Regions from separate parts of the Mus musculus genome. Here regions 1, 2 and 3 are each linked to region 4. A link is a contact called in public HiChIP or PLAC-seq, Micro-C and promoter capture Hi-C data. All regions are on one chromosome and are shown on one strand. Each heading gives the region's core, a stretch centred on a gene start, on an enhancer-like site or on the middle of the called end of the contact. The rest is flanking DNA. Distances are from core to core; before and after follow the strand shown.

Region 1 (3,502 bases), core at 681-3,180, 370 kb before region 4:
ACAGAACTCAAGTAAGAAAGGCTATGCTGTCTTGTGTGGGTATGCTACACACCACAATTTAAGCATTTATAATATGCATCTGGAGCTTTCTTGAGTAGTATGTACTGGGGTGGCAGTGACAGGCCAAAGTTTTTTTCTTCAAAGGGGAACCAGGCTGCAGGGAAGGGCACCTACTGTTCCAGGCCAAGGGGATGGGACTCTGAAGTGTATGATCAGCTGTGGTTTGATGCAGGCATTGTCCTGTAGGCAAATGTGGCTTGCTTAGTGTCTTAGTTAGGGTTTTATGGCTGTGAAGAGATACCCTTACCACTAAAACTCTTGTTACAGTGTCATGGCAAGAAGCATGGTGGCATGCAGGCATACATGGTGCTGGAGAAGGAGCTGAGAATTCTACATCTTGATCCGCAGGCAGCAGAAAGAGACTGTGTTCCACAGTGTTCCAGCTTGAGCACATGAGACCTTAAAGCCCACAGCCACAGTGAAACAGGTCCTCTAGCAAGGCCACACTGATTCCAACAAGGCTACACCTCTTAACGGTGCCAATCCTTATGGGCTAAGCAGTGAGTTTATGTGGGATGTATCTATTCAAATCACCACACTTAGGTCCAGTACTATTCCTGCAGCCAATTGGCAAGCAACTCCATTTGTATGTACTGAGGGGCTCCTACATGCCAGGCTCAGGCAAAGATGGATAAGCCAGAATAGACCAGTTTTTGATGTAGTAGACTCAGAACTAGGGATGATTCAAATGGAGGCCCAGACAAACAAATAATTGTCAATGTGGGGAGCTCAACCTTAAACCAGTAAGTGCTTAAACTGGGTATGTCTGCTGGTGAGGGAGTGTCTGGAAAATAAAGAGCATTCTGAGTTCATGTGGGAAACTTGCAGTTCATAAGTGACAGAGTTTGGACATGAGTTGGGGAAGGAAGTGGAAAAAACCCAAGAAACTGGAAGTTGGTTGGGGACAGATTATGTAATGTGCCACATTGACAGGACACAGCTCCATACTGGGTTGGGAACAGCCAGGTCAGTTGTGTAACATTGCTGAAGCACAAAGGTTGGCTCTTTGGTGGGGTGGAGAGCAGAGAAGCCATCTCTGGCTTCCTGGTCTGAAACCCTTCAGTCTTCAGGAAAAATGAAAACAACTATTGCTCTCCTGTCTTGGGTCGCGGGAAGCTTACATAGAGAGGGCCCTGTAATGTCAATGAACCTTGGCATCGTTGGGATCCTTGCCATCTAGGTCAATAGTTAAGCATACGGGACATGCCATCTCTGAGACCTAGGCCTGTCCTGACCATGTTAGGTGACATGTTTTTAATCTAAGCAAGACGCAAAGATGGCCAGGAAGGAATGGTCGAAGTGTTTGGCGTTGCTATGCTCTGTGCGCTGTGGGTAAGGCAGCTGGGCCTCCAGTGAGTGATAGTTTTCTTACACTGACCAAGAGACCTTCATGGCAAGACAGTCTGAGACCAGCTTTGGACAGGCGAGTTTGTGGTGGGCAAGTGAAGGGTACTGAGGATGTCCCAGTGAGAACAACTGTCAGTTCAGACCTCCTGCTTACTCAGGCTTGATGGGACGCCTCGATGGGAGAGAATTATGTCTCCAGTCTCCTGTGACTGGAGAGAATCAAGAGGGTCCAGCCACAGGCTGGGCAGAGGCTGTTGTAGCTTTCTTCTCGAAGACCTAAGATCGGCCAGGCCTGCGAGGCAGGAAGGGCTGGGGTGGCTCCAGATGTGGCAAACTTGGCCCAGCAGCCTGGGCAAAAGGCCTGTCATGGGCCAGGGGGGTGCGGGCATTCAGCCCTGGCTGCAGAAGGAAGGAATGGGAGCGGAGGAGAAAGGGGGGGTAGCCAGGGTGGAGGGCGCGACGGCAGGAAGCTGGGAGGCGCGAGGAGGGGTGGAGACCAACGAAGGGGACGGCCAAAGAGCGAGTAGGAGGGCTGGAGAGAGGGAGAAAAAGGAGAGAAGGGAGGAAGGGTGCCGATGAGAAGCAGCGCTGAGGACTTGAAGTAGAGGGAGGAGGGCAGGCCTCGGAGCAGCGGGAGCAGCGGGAGCAGCGGGAGCAGCGGGAGCAGCGGGAGCAGCGGGAGCAGCGGGAGCAGCGGGCCCGGGCTCGGGCCGCCCCCGCGAGCAAGGCGCCGCCATTCCGCTGCTCGGGGCGCCGCCGCCGCCGCCGCCGCGTCCGGGGGCCATGCTCCCGCCGCCCCCGCGCCAGCCGCCGCCCCAGGCGCGCACGGCCCGCGGCTCCCTGCGCCTGCAGCGGGCTTTCCTGCGCGGCCCGCTGGGCGTGCTGCGGCTGCTGCAGCTGCTGGCCGGAGCCGCCTTCTGGATCACCATTGCCACCAGCAAGTACCAGGGCCCGGTGCACTTCGCGCTCTTCGTGTCCGTGCTCTTCTGGCTGCTCACCCTGGGGCTCTACTTCATCACGCTGTTGGGCAAGCAGGAGCTGGTGCCCGTGCTGGGCTCGCGCTGGCTCGTGGTCAACGTGGCGCACGACCTGCTGGCGGCTGCTCTCTACGGGGCGGCGACGGGCATCATGATCGACCAGACGCAGCGCCACAGCTACTGCAACCTCAAGAACTACCGGCTGCCCTGCGCCTACCATGCCTTCCTGGCGGCCTCTGTCTGCGGCGGCCTCTGCCTCGGCCTCTACCTACTCTCGGCACTCTACGGCTGCTGCCGTCGCTACCAGGGCAAGGAGGAGGTGGTGTGAGGCCACCCGCTCCACCGCGGCCCAGATCGGTTTAGGGAATCCCTCCCGAACCCTTCCTGCCGCCGCCTAGTGCCGGTGTGCCCCTGCACCCTCTCCCTGCCTGCGTTTCCACTGCCCGCGCCCTGGATCCCCGACGTTCAGTTCTAGTCTGACTGCTGTACCGCAGCTCAGCCCAGATATCAGCTTCCAGGGACCCACGCAGCCATCCGAGGCGCCGACGCACACACCCAGTTGGGCCGCTTCAGGCGAAGCCTGGAAGTCCCTTTCCTCATTCCCTGTCGAGAGCTAGACGTGGACAGGCGCCGCCGCGTAGATCCGGGGGAGGCTCCCAAATTGGAACCAGTCTTTGGACTGCGCCATTGCCCCCTCCCTCCTGCCCTGCAGTCGGAAGAGCATCCCTTCCCTGCCCCCTCTTCCAGCCTAGGGAGGTGTAGAATGCAGTCAGGCAGCTGCAAGAGGAGCTGGGGACAGGCTTTAGCTAGTGCTAGGATGGATGATGGATGACGTCTTTAGTTGTAGTTTGGCTCTCTCCCTGCGCAGCCCTACGTCTACGAAGTCTTTGGGTGGAGTCAGCTACAGAAGTGGTGGATAGCAAAGGCCTGCTGGCTATACCTTACTTAACGACGCAAGTCTTCTCTCCGCCTAAATCCTTGGTGTTCATTCAGATTGGGCCAACTGTACTAACTTCCCTGGCCTCTCAGATGTCACTCACTAGCTTCCGCCGCACTCCACCTATAAATATGTTTGCATTGGGGATCCCACGTGGCCAACGGCGATCATTAAGGTGCTG
Region 2 (3,265 bases), core at 285-2,784, 260 kb before region 4:
CAGATTTTAAAAAATAAAAAATGTAACTCACAGCAATTGTCAGGATTTCAAAATATATGTGCAGTGTAGAACTGTCTGGCACACATTAAGTGATCCATAAATGTTTGGTATTAAAAATAGAAAGTTCTGCTGAAAAAAAAGCTATTAATATGTCTTTGGGGTAACAAACCATCCTAAAATAGTAGGGTTACCATGGAATTTTAAAAGACATGATAATGATATTGTGATTACAGAGAAGAATGTTATTTTGCTTTTTGAGACAAGGTCTCACGTCTCTCCACCCACCTCAGCCTCAGGAGCGCCGAGATTAAAGGTGTGCACCATCACACCTGCCTCAGGAAAATGTTCTTATTCTGAGGGGATGAGTGCTGAAGTATTTAAGGATAAAACTGTGGAATCTATCGCTTTCTGATAATCTAGTGAAATTATATACGTCTCCTTGATCCAGTTTCCGTCAGCAAAGCCAACAAATCAAAATCAAATGTAAAAATACTATTGCTGACTGAGTTAGTTAGACTGTTCTGGCAAATGTCTTTTCCCCAACTTCTCCTGTATGTTTGGAAATTTTAAATGGGAAATTTGGTAGAAGAAGAAAGGACCCTAGCTATAGGCTAATGAAGAAGGGCAACAAGTATATCCTGCAGAAAGAGGACCGTAAACTCAGGGAGTGAGACAGCTAATCAAGGTAGGAAATCGGGAGAAGTCTGACCTGGAGTCAGGTCTTCTGGCTGCCTGTTGTGGCACCTACTCCAGTTTTATGTCATGGCCGACGCTGCTGACCTGTGGGCAGCCAGGCTGTAGAAGAAGTACCCAGCTCCCCTCAGACACAGATCTGGGGTTATTGTGGATGTGTTCAAAGACACCTGTGTTGGGGTTTCCTTTCTGCTTATTAAGTAGATAAACCATTTGATTGGAAGGCCTAATGCCAAATTACCACCTTGGAGAGTGGGCATACCGGTTTGGCATGTGGTTTTTGATTAGTGGTGGTAATTGGGTATTGTGGGAGTGTGTATAAACTCTGGGATGGCTGTAGGGAGACAGAAGTGTAAGGGGTGGGACCTGGACTAGGAGGATCATAAAGAAAGACTGGCTTCCATAAAAGAAAGGGCCCTAGGGAAAACCTGGGGATGAAATGTGCGTATGTGTTTTAAGAAAATGCTCTCTTATATCTGCAGCATTTTCCCCTAGCTAATGGGATTTTACCCATTTAAGGAAGCAGAAAGGAGAAAAGAGGGAAGGGAATGTTCCCATAAGGCTGGGTAGTGCTTGGGGCAGGACGGGAAGGTTAGAGTGAGAATTTGAAGGTGTTTGGAAAGGTAAGAGGCTGGCGGCCTGTGGATGGTGGGGCCTTCCGTATTGCAGGCCGGGTGCCTTGCAGCAGAGCCCATCTTCTTTCTTCAGCTTCTGGAAGTCCCCGGAGGCGGTGGAAGCTAGCGCAACGCTCTAGGCACTCCTGCTGGGGGGGAGGGCAGGCAGGAGAGGCGGGGCGCTGGGCGGGGCGGGACGGGGTGGGGCGGGAGCGGAGCCGGTGGCCGCGGGCGGGGCTCCTCTCCGGCGGGTGCCGGAGTCTGGGGGCCGCGGCTTCCCCCTCCCCGCCCGCCGAGGCGCTGGCCCCTCCTTCCCCCGCCGCCCCCGTGCCCGCCGCTGCTGCCACTGTCAAAGATAAAACCGGGCCATTGCCTGCAGGAACCCTGGCAGCAGGCGATCGGGTGGTGAGGAGCCTCCGGCGCGGCCTCGCCTCCCCGGTCCGGCTCCCGCGTCAGCACCGTGGACAGCACGGACCACCTTTCAGGGACCCTCCGGTCGGCAGGAGCGCGCTTCAGGTTTCGGCGATCTCATCAGTACCGCGGACAGCGCCCAGGCCCTCGCTGGCCTCGGCCAGCCCACCGGCTCTTCCTATCAGCACCGCGGACAGCCCCCCTGAACCAGCCCAGCGACAGCCAAGGACTGGTCAGAACGCCCTGAAGATGGCCACTGAGGTAGGGCCCAACACCTTAACCCGCAGGCAATGCCTCAGGGAATGATTCCCCACTAGGGGCAGACTGGGCACGAGGAGAAGACGGGGGTGGATGGGGGTAGAGGGTGGTTCCCTGGGTTCATGGTGGGAGGTGTGGAGTGGCATGGCATATAAGCAGAGCTTTGCTGAGGGGTCCCTTCACCTTTGACATGTCAATCTTGCCCATGCCACTCTGAGCCCTGGGAATCTACTTGTTACCAATAGCACCAAGTCCCAGCTGGTCTGGGGTTTCCCCTTCTCCTGAACACAGGGTTCTGACTCCCTAGAGGTTTGGAGATCCCTGCACACCTGTGTAAGGGGAGGGAAGGTGGCCTACTGCTGTTGTTGCTATGCGGTGCAGTATCCTGCTTCTAACCCAAATGCTTGTCTAGGGAAGACACACCTTCCCTCACATCCACATTTCCTTAGGAGGAGAACGTGGAAAAAGACATGCTCAGGCCCAGAACCCAAAGGGTTGGTTTTAATGAACCTCCTGCACCAGCCCCCACTTTTGAGAATTTCTTTCCTTCTCCATTTGAGCTGCTGTTCTCAGTGTATCCACATTTGCCTGTGAGGGGGAAGCGACTGTGTGCTTCACAGTGTGTCTATAGACCAAGGGACCTGTTAGCTAAGGACAAAATCTTGGCATAATGTGTAAGAAGTCGGGACTTGTGTCTCTACCCCCAGAGGTTACTCCTCCCCGGGGAGAGCTCTTTACGCATGGTGAAGCTGACATACGGAAGAAAGGATTGGCTCGGTACCCACACAGCATGCCAACAGCAGAGCTGAAAGTTTCTTTGAATTTTTAGAGTGTTGCAGCACACTGGGTCTCCCCAGCTCGGCTGCTGCCGGCTTTTGTGGTGACTCCCCATTTCCAGCCTAGCTGGACCACTGCCAAGGAGGAGAGCAAAGGCCTGTGAGTGATTCTGTGCGGTGCCTCTGGGATTCCGGCGAGTGGCATGACATCAGTACCAAGTGCTACTGCCATCATTCCATTGGATCTCCTGATGTTGCTTGGCATTGTTTGCCTGCTGATGTTGCACGAGGTTAGCTAGCAGGGATTCGTGCCCTCCCAGAACCCCCGCCTTCCCATGGGCAGGCAGGCTTGGCAGACCACAGCAGCAGTTGCTAGTGTGATCTAATGGGCTCCAAAAGGCCTGTCCGACTTACATTCTCTCCCCTACAGGTTTGCTGTGGCCTACACAGTCTACCCACAGACTCACACTTCTCGGTCGAGGCTAGGTTTCCAAGAAGCTGTTGGCAGTAGGC
Region 3 (3,443 bases), core at 635-3,134, 320 kb before region 4:
GAGAAGGGGAGTCATGGGTAGCAAGGTAGGGCCAGGACAGGGTTCTGAGCCTGAGTTTGTCCTGCTGTTCATGTTTGGGCTCCAAAGAAACTATAAAAGGAACCTGGAGGATTCTGGGAACCGTGGATTTCTTGCTTAGCTGACTCTATTCCTGCCTGCCACTCTCAGCCTTCAAGATAGAGACTTTTCCCTCCCAGAATCCCCCAGAGAGGGAGAAGGAGAAGGTGGGAGGCTCCTAAGACCAAGCTGATTAATTTGAGAGGGGTTAGGGCGATACAAAGAGGAGCTCAGATGCTTTGGGAGGAGTGGTGGGGCGGGGGGGGGGGGAGATTTGAATGTTCCAGCTGTGGGGGCTCACGGGAGCGCTCACTATCCCAGTTAACAGGCAAAGGTTGCCTGCTGGGAGCTATGGGTGTGTATGTGGGGGGCGGGGGAGATGCTAGGGGCTCAGGCCAGTTTGGAAGAGGACAGGCATTCTTGGAGAAAGGAGGAGGGGGTGTGGCCCCCAGATATGGGACAGCTTTGAGGACCTGCACAATGAAAAGGAAGATGAATCAGAAATCAGGTCTAATGGCAGTATAACGAGCCAGTGGGAAGCAGGGCTTGGGAGCTCAAGATGCTGGACTTCACTGCTGGGCAAAGAAGGTTCAGAAAAGTAAAGTACCCAAAAGCCTAGGAATTGGGAGGAGGGGAAGTTAGGGTTACAGGCCTTGAAACGAGGGCCCTCAGGGCTTCCCTAACCACCCGCCTCTTCTCAAAGTTCCCGAGGTCAGGGAAGGAGTAGCGCTTGTCTGGGTGTCGGCAGTTCAGGTCAAAGAAACTGCCTAGCGACCCCAAGCATCCTTGAGATGAGGAAAGGAATACGGCATTTATGAGGGACGTCTCCAAGGCTTCCAGGGATTCCGCAGCTCGGAAAACCGAGCGTGCTGTGAGTTGCACAAGGTACAGGTCAGAGTTGGGAGAGAACTAGTGGGAATACCCAGAGCTTCAAGTTTATAAAGGTTGGAAGGAAAAAGGAGACAGTGCCAGGGCGCTGTGTATAGGGGCTTGGCACCTATCGGGGAGTACAGATGAGGGTTTGGGGAGAGGATCAGTCCGAGGCGCTCTGGGCGCAAAGGCGCTACCTGGAGGCGCGGTGGCAGGCAGGTGCCCGAACTGCACCGCGATGCAGAGGTCGTTGTCCAGGGGGAACTTGTGGCAGTGCAGCATCTCGGGCCAAGGGAAACCGTAGGCCTCCATGAGCGGAGCGCAGCCGGCGCGCACGGCTTCGCACAGCGAGCGGCAGGGGTAGATGGGTCGGTCCAGGCAGACGGGAGCGAAGAGCGAGCAGAGGAAGACCTGGGTGTCTGAGTGGCAGCGCTTGGCCAGCAGTGGCAGCCAGCTGCTTGCCTGCTGCTTCACCTCGGCCAGGCTCTCGTGCTCCAGCAGGTTGGGCAGCCGCATGCGCTTGTAGCCCACCGTGTGACAGAGCGGCAGATCGGCGGGGATGTCGAGGCACTGCGGTGGCTTGGAGTAGGAGCGGCCGTGCAGCGGCTCGGCCTGCCAACCGTAGTAGTCGTACTCCTGGCCGCGTGTTGGCGCCCCATGCAGCGCCCCGAGCAGCAACGCCAGTGCGGCCGTCCGTGCGCTCCAGGCCACCCACATGGCTGGATGTTGCGGCCTGCCCCGACGGCTCGGTGCTCGGCGCCCCGCTGCCCGGCGTGCGCCCCGGCTGGGATGTTCCCTGAAGCCGGCTGCTACTAGGGTCGTCCAAGTAGGTGGCAGTCTCTGCTCCGCTCCGCTGCCGGAGTGATCCAGGCGCCTCCCACCACGGGGCTCCAGCCCAGGCTTCGCCGTTCCCTAGCCAATCTGCAGCCGCTGGTCCCCCTCACCTCCCACCCCCGCCCCGGGTTGGCGGACCTGGGAGGAACCCTGAGTCTTTCCCGCCCGGCTCGGGTCCCTCGGGTCCCGCCTCGCCTCGCGACCCTGACCCGTCAACTATTCTGCTGCCCAGACCTCTCCTTGTGCCTTTTCCTGGGGGCTCAGCATTTTTTTCACCCTTGCCCCCTGCTTCGTCTTTTTATCTCTCTCCACCACAGTCTCTCTCCTGTTCCTTTTCTCACTCACTTCACCTGCTTATCTCTGTGCCTCGGCCTTTCCCTGCTCGGCTCTGGTTTCCCTTCTCCAACACCTCCATCGCTCTTCTCAGATAATGGAGTCTCTTGGCCATCCACGCCCTCCTGGCCAGGCAAGCAGAGCTTCACCCTGAGGTCTTTAAGTATGCCCTGAGGTTCTGTCCAATGCCAGGCACTTGGCAGCCCTCTAGGGATAGCAGATGGCTAAGACAAATCCGTGGCACCCGAGGGGGCAGGGTAAAGGGAATTTTGGCTTCTATTTAATGAATCCCTACTAAGTGCCATGCATAATGTGCATCACTGAACGACCTTATAAACATCTGTTTATGTTTTTTTGTTTTTGTTTTTGAGACAGGGCTTCTCGGTGTAACAGCCCTGGCTGTCCTGGAACTCAATTTGTAGACCAGGCTGGACTCGAACTCACAGAGATTCTCCTGCCTCTGCCTCCCGAGTGCTAAGATTAAAGGCATGCACACCCCGCCCGGCTATCCATGCCCTTTTCTAATGAAAGCTCACACCCAATAGGTGCTAGCTGTGCTTGGAGACTGTCCTAGGCACATTTCATAACCTACCTCATGGAATTTTCACAGTGATGCCCTAAGGAGGGTAGGAACCATTTATTATCACTACTTTACAGATAAAGATGCTGAAGCTGAGGTCAGGTGAGGATTCCAAGTGGCCATTGGATATAGGTAGTGCGGTTCCAGAGTCAGAGCACACATCAACAACCTGAAGGTCTGGATTCTGAGGATTTGGAGACGTGGGGTTAACTGTCCCAGGGTCATGCGCTAAGGAGGGCAGGGTCTGATTCAGGCGGTAGGCTCCAAAGAGCAGAGTCACTATTGTTGGGCAAGATAGAGTCCAGCCTGGGCAGGAAACACTGTGGGTGTAAGGAGAACTGCTTCTGTCCTCCAAGCAGACATCAGAAAGGTGACTTCCAGGATCCCACGCTTAGTGTCTGTCTGGGTTTTGTCTTCCTTGACTTTTCTGTGAGAGGAACTGGAACAGAGGCTTGCGGAAGGAGGCTCTTATTGGTTTCACCAGACCTCTGGCTTCCCTTCCGGGGACGAGCTTCCAAAGGGCCGGGGGTGGGAAAGTGGAGTATATGTGAGGGGGGTAGGGATTGAGGGGGTAGGGACTGGCTCCACTTTGAATAAGGAGCGTTTCTCCCCAATTGTCCTTCCTTCTTCTCTTTGCTCCTCAATATTTCCAGGGCTCTTGGCTTCTAACCGACCTGCTCATGTAGCGGAGAGAGGTGGACCCACACTATAGTATCCACTCCACACATAGAGGACACTTGCCACATGCTGATATATATGAGGTACAAAG
Region 4 (3,482 bases), core at 421-2,920:
TGCTGGCTCAGGCCCATTCTGCTAAACTAGTTAACATAGCTCTGCTTCCCAGCATCCCACATTTAGCGGTTCCTGGTTTCCCTACCAGGCCTACCTGGGCATTGGCATATGATTCAATCCAAGTATTTGACAGTTTGGCTCTCCCTGGTCTACTCAGACCGAGGACCATGCTTTGATCCCCAGCTTAGGCTATGGCAGGAAGTAGAGAGAAGGACAGGTTACTTTACTCCCACAATTCCTAGCTCAGCTGATGACGATTTTTTTTTGTTGTTGCTGCTTTTGTTTTTTGCTATGGAACCATTTGACTAGTATCTGTCTCTTCTTAAGGGACCATAAATCCACAGGGGTAGGCACTGGTCTGCTCATTATTTTCGGCCCCAGCACTGGCCCATTGTAAGCAATAATATACAACCATTTTGCTGAGTGGTCAGCTCACCCGAGGGGGAAACTTTTTAGGAAGGCTCACATCTAACCTATCCCATAATCAGATCTGGTAAGGGATGGGAAGGAGAGTAGTGGATTGGGAACTACTATTTTGTAAAAGCTCCAAGGTGTTCACCTTCATTCCTTCTCTCAAACTCAATCGAATGGTGTCTTTACAGGGTTTTAACACAAACACGACTTGATTAAATTTGTTATTTACACAACTCGGCCTTTGGCAGTAAGGACCCCACAGCCGTACTGAGATCAGTAAGGAGAACAGTAATCAGCTAAGAAACTAAGCAAGTGGGAATTAAGTATCTGGCAGTGGAAATAAAGAACAGACTCAAATGCTAGAGAGAGAGCCTCTACAGGGTTTGGTTAGCATTCAAATGTAGATGAAGAGGCATTGGAGATAGATGGGAAGGCAGTGAACAGAGAGGAGAGACACAGTATGAACTTTTCAAATATTTCTTTTTTTCTTGTATAGTTCCGAGATCGAATCCTGGGCACTTCACCTGTTTGCCAATCACAGGGCTATACCATTCGCGCCACCAAAGCGTTCAAGCCATTTTTTGACAAGTCTGCAAGATAGGAATGAGATAGGGTCGTCTAGAAGTTGGGAGTACGATAAGCTAAAGCAAAAAAAGGGGCCGGGCTGGACGCTCCCCTTCCTTATTCTAAGAATTGCAGAGAACAATATTCAAGAGGTGAGTTCGGGGGGGGGGGGGAGAATTACAGGAAGAGACCGAGTCGAACGGCATGGAATGAGGAAGGCAAAGCTGGATAGTGTCATAGAAAATAAATGATAATGTCCAAGAGCTTCAATGACTAATGCTTAAGTTAGACAGCCTGAAAATACTTGCAGTGGGTTTGGCGACAAGGACACTGGCTGCAACAAGGACATTTTCTGCGGGGGGCAGAAGCTGCAGTGTAGAACTCAGCACACACAAGGAAGGAAGTAGAGACGCTAAGTGCAGATTACGCTCGAAGAAACTCGCCCGTGGACGAGGAAAGAGACACGGTTATGATTGAGCAGGACGTGAGAAGATTTGAGCGCTTTCACAGCTGAGGGTTGAGATGGAGGATGGACGATACAGGAGATAGAGGAGCGTCAACGCCCTCCCGCCCTCTCCATTTGCCGGCCCCGCCCCCCACGCGACGCGACAGGGGCTCGCGAAGACTACAACTCCCAGGAGGTCCCGCGGCGTGGGCGGAGCCAAGGCCTGGCGCGCACCCCAGCGGCGAGCGGAAGAGCAGGCGCTTCATGGTGGCAGCGGAAGCGGAGAGCGACAGCGTCCCGGTAACCACGAACCCTTGAACCCGATTCTTTCTCTCCCTGAGCTGGTGCTGGTTGCCCTCGCGTCTTTCCTCCGGCTCGGGAGAGGACCCTCTTTCCTCCTGTGTGTTAACGCTGGTTTTCTTTTCCTCCGGTGACGCGCGGGGCAGGCCCCCGCCTGGGGCGGAGGTTATTGGGAAGCTTCCGCCCTTCGACCTGTTGGAGCCCCGGGGCGGGAGGGCCACCCTCCGGTCTCTTCTGTTTTCTAAGGGGCCGGAGGCCTGCCTTGGGCCTCTGCCCTAATGCTTCTTTCTGGTAGAAATCGTCTCCAGTCACCAGGTAGCGAGCGGGGTCTTAGGACCCCTCTGGGCTGCGGAGCTGTGGACCACCGAGGTGGCTTCGGGACAGCCCGGGGCCGCGGGCGATTCCCGGGCAGTGGCACTTCTGCTCCGCTGCTAGGACCCCCGGGCTATGGGCTGGCCGGGAACAGTTTGTAAAGTAGGATGTTCTTCCTGCTCTTCTCGGGCGGTCCTCAGAAAACTTCCAACCCACTTTATCGAAAGTTGTCTTACAAACTTTTTTTTCGTCGCATCTGAGTTGTGAGGGAAAGAGTACGGGGTTTATAGAGTCTGAATCCTGAGAGGATGATGGGTTGGCCACTTGATGGACCTGTGGTCTTTTGTAGTCCTATTACCACCACCTTGGTTTCTCTGTCTGGAAAAAAAAAGAGGGGGTGCAGGGTCTTTTGTACTATGCTTTTCAGTGTTATGATCTATGTGTGAGACGTTTGTGCTAGAAAACATTTAAAATAAAGTTCCTGTACCCTCTCTTGTGTGGTCCAGGTCAGTTGGATTTTAAAATCAACGGTCATGTCTTTATGAAGACCGGAGTTAATGGTGTCTTTAGAAACTGCGATGAAACCTACAAGTGTTAAAGCAAGGTTTCAAGCGGAGAGGTGACATTAGGGCTTGACCACCTGTGGAATCGGTGTCAAACTTCGAGGCCCATCAGCATGCGACACACAGCCAGCTGCCCCTGTTGCTCGGTTTCCGCTCTTGGAAGCACTACACATGACAAGCATCCCCTAAGACTTAGAGCTCCCGAAGCTTGGTGCTGAACCACCAGTGTCTAGGGTTTGTGGGTTGCAGGCACTACTTACTCATGTAATAATAGCTGCCTGAGCTATTTAGCGCAGGGTTGAGGTGTCTGTAGTTCATTGGTAAGATTGCATAAGGCTCTGAATTCTCTCCCTAGTAGTAACCACAACAACAATAACAAGCAACAGCAGCCTTTAATCCCAGTACCAGAGTCGGAGGCTGGCTGGTCTCGGAGATTTTGGTAGCCTAGTCTGGGTAGTGAATTCCAGGCCAGGAAGAGCTCCTCTTTAAAAAAAAAAAAATTACTCTTTTTCACTCTTAGGGTTGCCTAGGTTTCCCATAGTGCTGCTCTGACGTGGTTATTGGGTATGCTCTTAAGTAAATACTTTTCTAGAGATTGCTTTTCTTTTTCTTTCTTTCTTTTTTTTTTTATTTTTTTATCTTGTCAGTTTAAATTGGACTGGTCTTTTGTTTGTAACCTGTACTTGAGTGTATTTCACTATGTAGTGTAGCTCCTAGCAGGACAATTAACTATGACTCAGATATTGACAAGAATAGAATTCTATAGGACAATTTTTGTGTCTCTATTCCCCCCCCCCATATATGCATACATGTATAGGGTTTTTTTTTTTTTGTTGTTGTTGTTGTTTTTCATTTTTGAGACATGGTTTCTCTGTATAGTCCTG

Evidence for each region. Promoter capture Hi-C pulls out the DNA fragments that hold promoters and counts their contacts. A called contact is a pair of places that touch in the nucleus more often than the background predicts. HiChIP or PLAC-seq counts read pairs in DNA pulled down with a chosen protein or histone mark.
Region 1: a contact with region 4 is called in an HNF4G HiChIP or PLAC-seq map of pancreatic cancer cells. The contact joins the promoter of Marveld1 here to the promoter of R3hcc1l in region 4. A contact is called at or near these places in 2 of 39 promoter capture datasets (hippocampal neurons and liver) and 2 of 115 datasets of contacts at active chromatin or transcription factors (memory CD8 T cells and pancreatic cancer cells).
Region 2: a contact with region 4 is called in a Micro-C map of embryonic stem cells, with 4 times the contacts expected there. The contact joins the promoter of Golga7b here to the promoter of R3hcc1l in region 4. A contact is called at or near these places in 4 of 39 promoter capture datasets (cranial neural crest, embryonic stem cells and stem cell-derived epiblast-like cells), 1 of 484 Hi-C or Micro-C datasets (embryonic stem cells) and 2 of 115 datasets of contacts at active chromatin or transcription factors (SST interneurons and neural tube).
Region 3: a contact with region 4 is called in a promoter capture Hi-C map of stem cell-derived epiblast-like cells, with 6 times the contacts expected there. The contact joins the promoter of Sfrp5 here to the promoter of R3hcc1l in region 4. A contact is called at or near these places in 9 of 39 promoter capture datasets (the 3T3-L1 cell line, the C10 cell line, embryonic stem cells and 3 more), 2 of 484 Hi-C or Micro-C datasets (cerebellar granule neurons and embryonic stem cells), 1 of 115 datasets of contacts at active chromatin or transcription factors (astrocytes) and 1 of 9 other capture datasets (embryonic stem cells).

The regions. Positions count from the first base shown.
Region 1 is chr19:42,145,459-42,148,960 of GRCm38.p6, forward strand. Marveld1 (MARVEL (membrane-associating) domain containing 1) reads left to right here and starts at 1,931. Exons shown (of 2, transcript NM_183195.2): 1 at 1,931-3,502. The coding sequence starts at 2,191. The coding sequence ends at 2,712.
Region 2 is chr19:42,254,205-42,257,469 of GRCm38.p6, forward strand. It overlaps Golga7b (golgi autoantigen, golgin subfamily a, 7B), which reads left to right and starts at 1,535. Exons shown (of 5, transcript NM_027694.2): 1 at 1,535-1,979. The coding sequence starts at 1,968.
Region 3 is chr19:42,200,368-42,203,810 of GRCm38.p6, forward strand. It overlaps Sfrp5 (secreted frizzled-related sequence protein 5), which reads right to left and starts at 1,885. Exons shown (of 3, transcript NM_018780.3): 1 at 1,125-1,885. The coding sequence starts at 1,644.
Region 4 is chr19:42,517,135-42,520,616 of GRCm38.p6, forward strand. It overlaps R3hcc1l (R3H domain and coiled-coil containing 1 like), which reads left to right and starts at 1,671. Exons shown (of 7, transcript NM_177464.4): 1 at 1,671-1,723.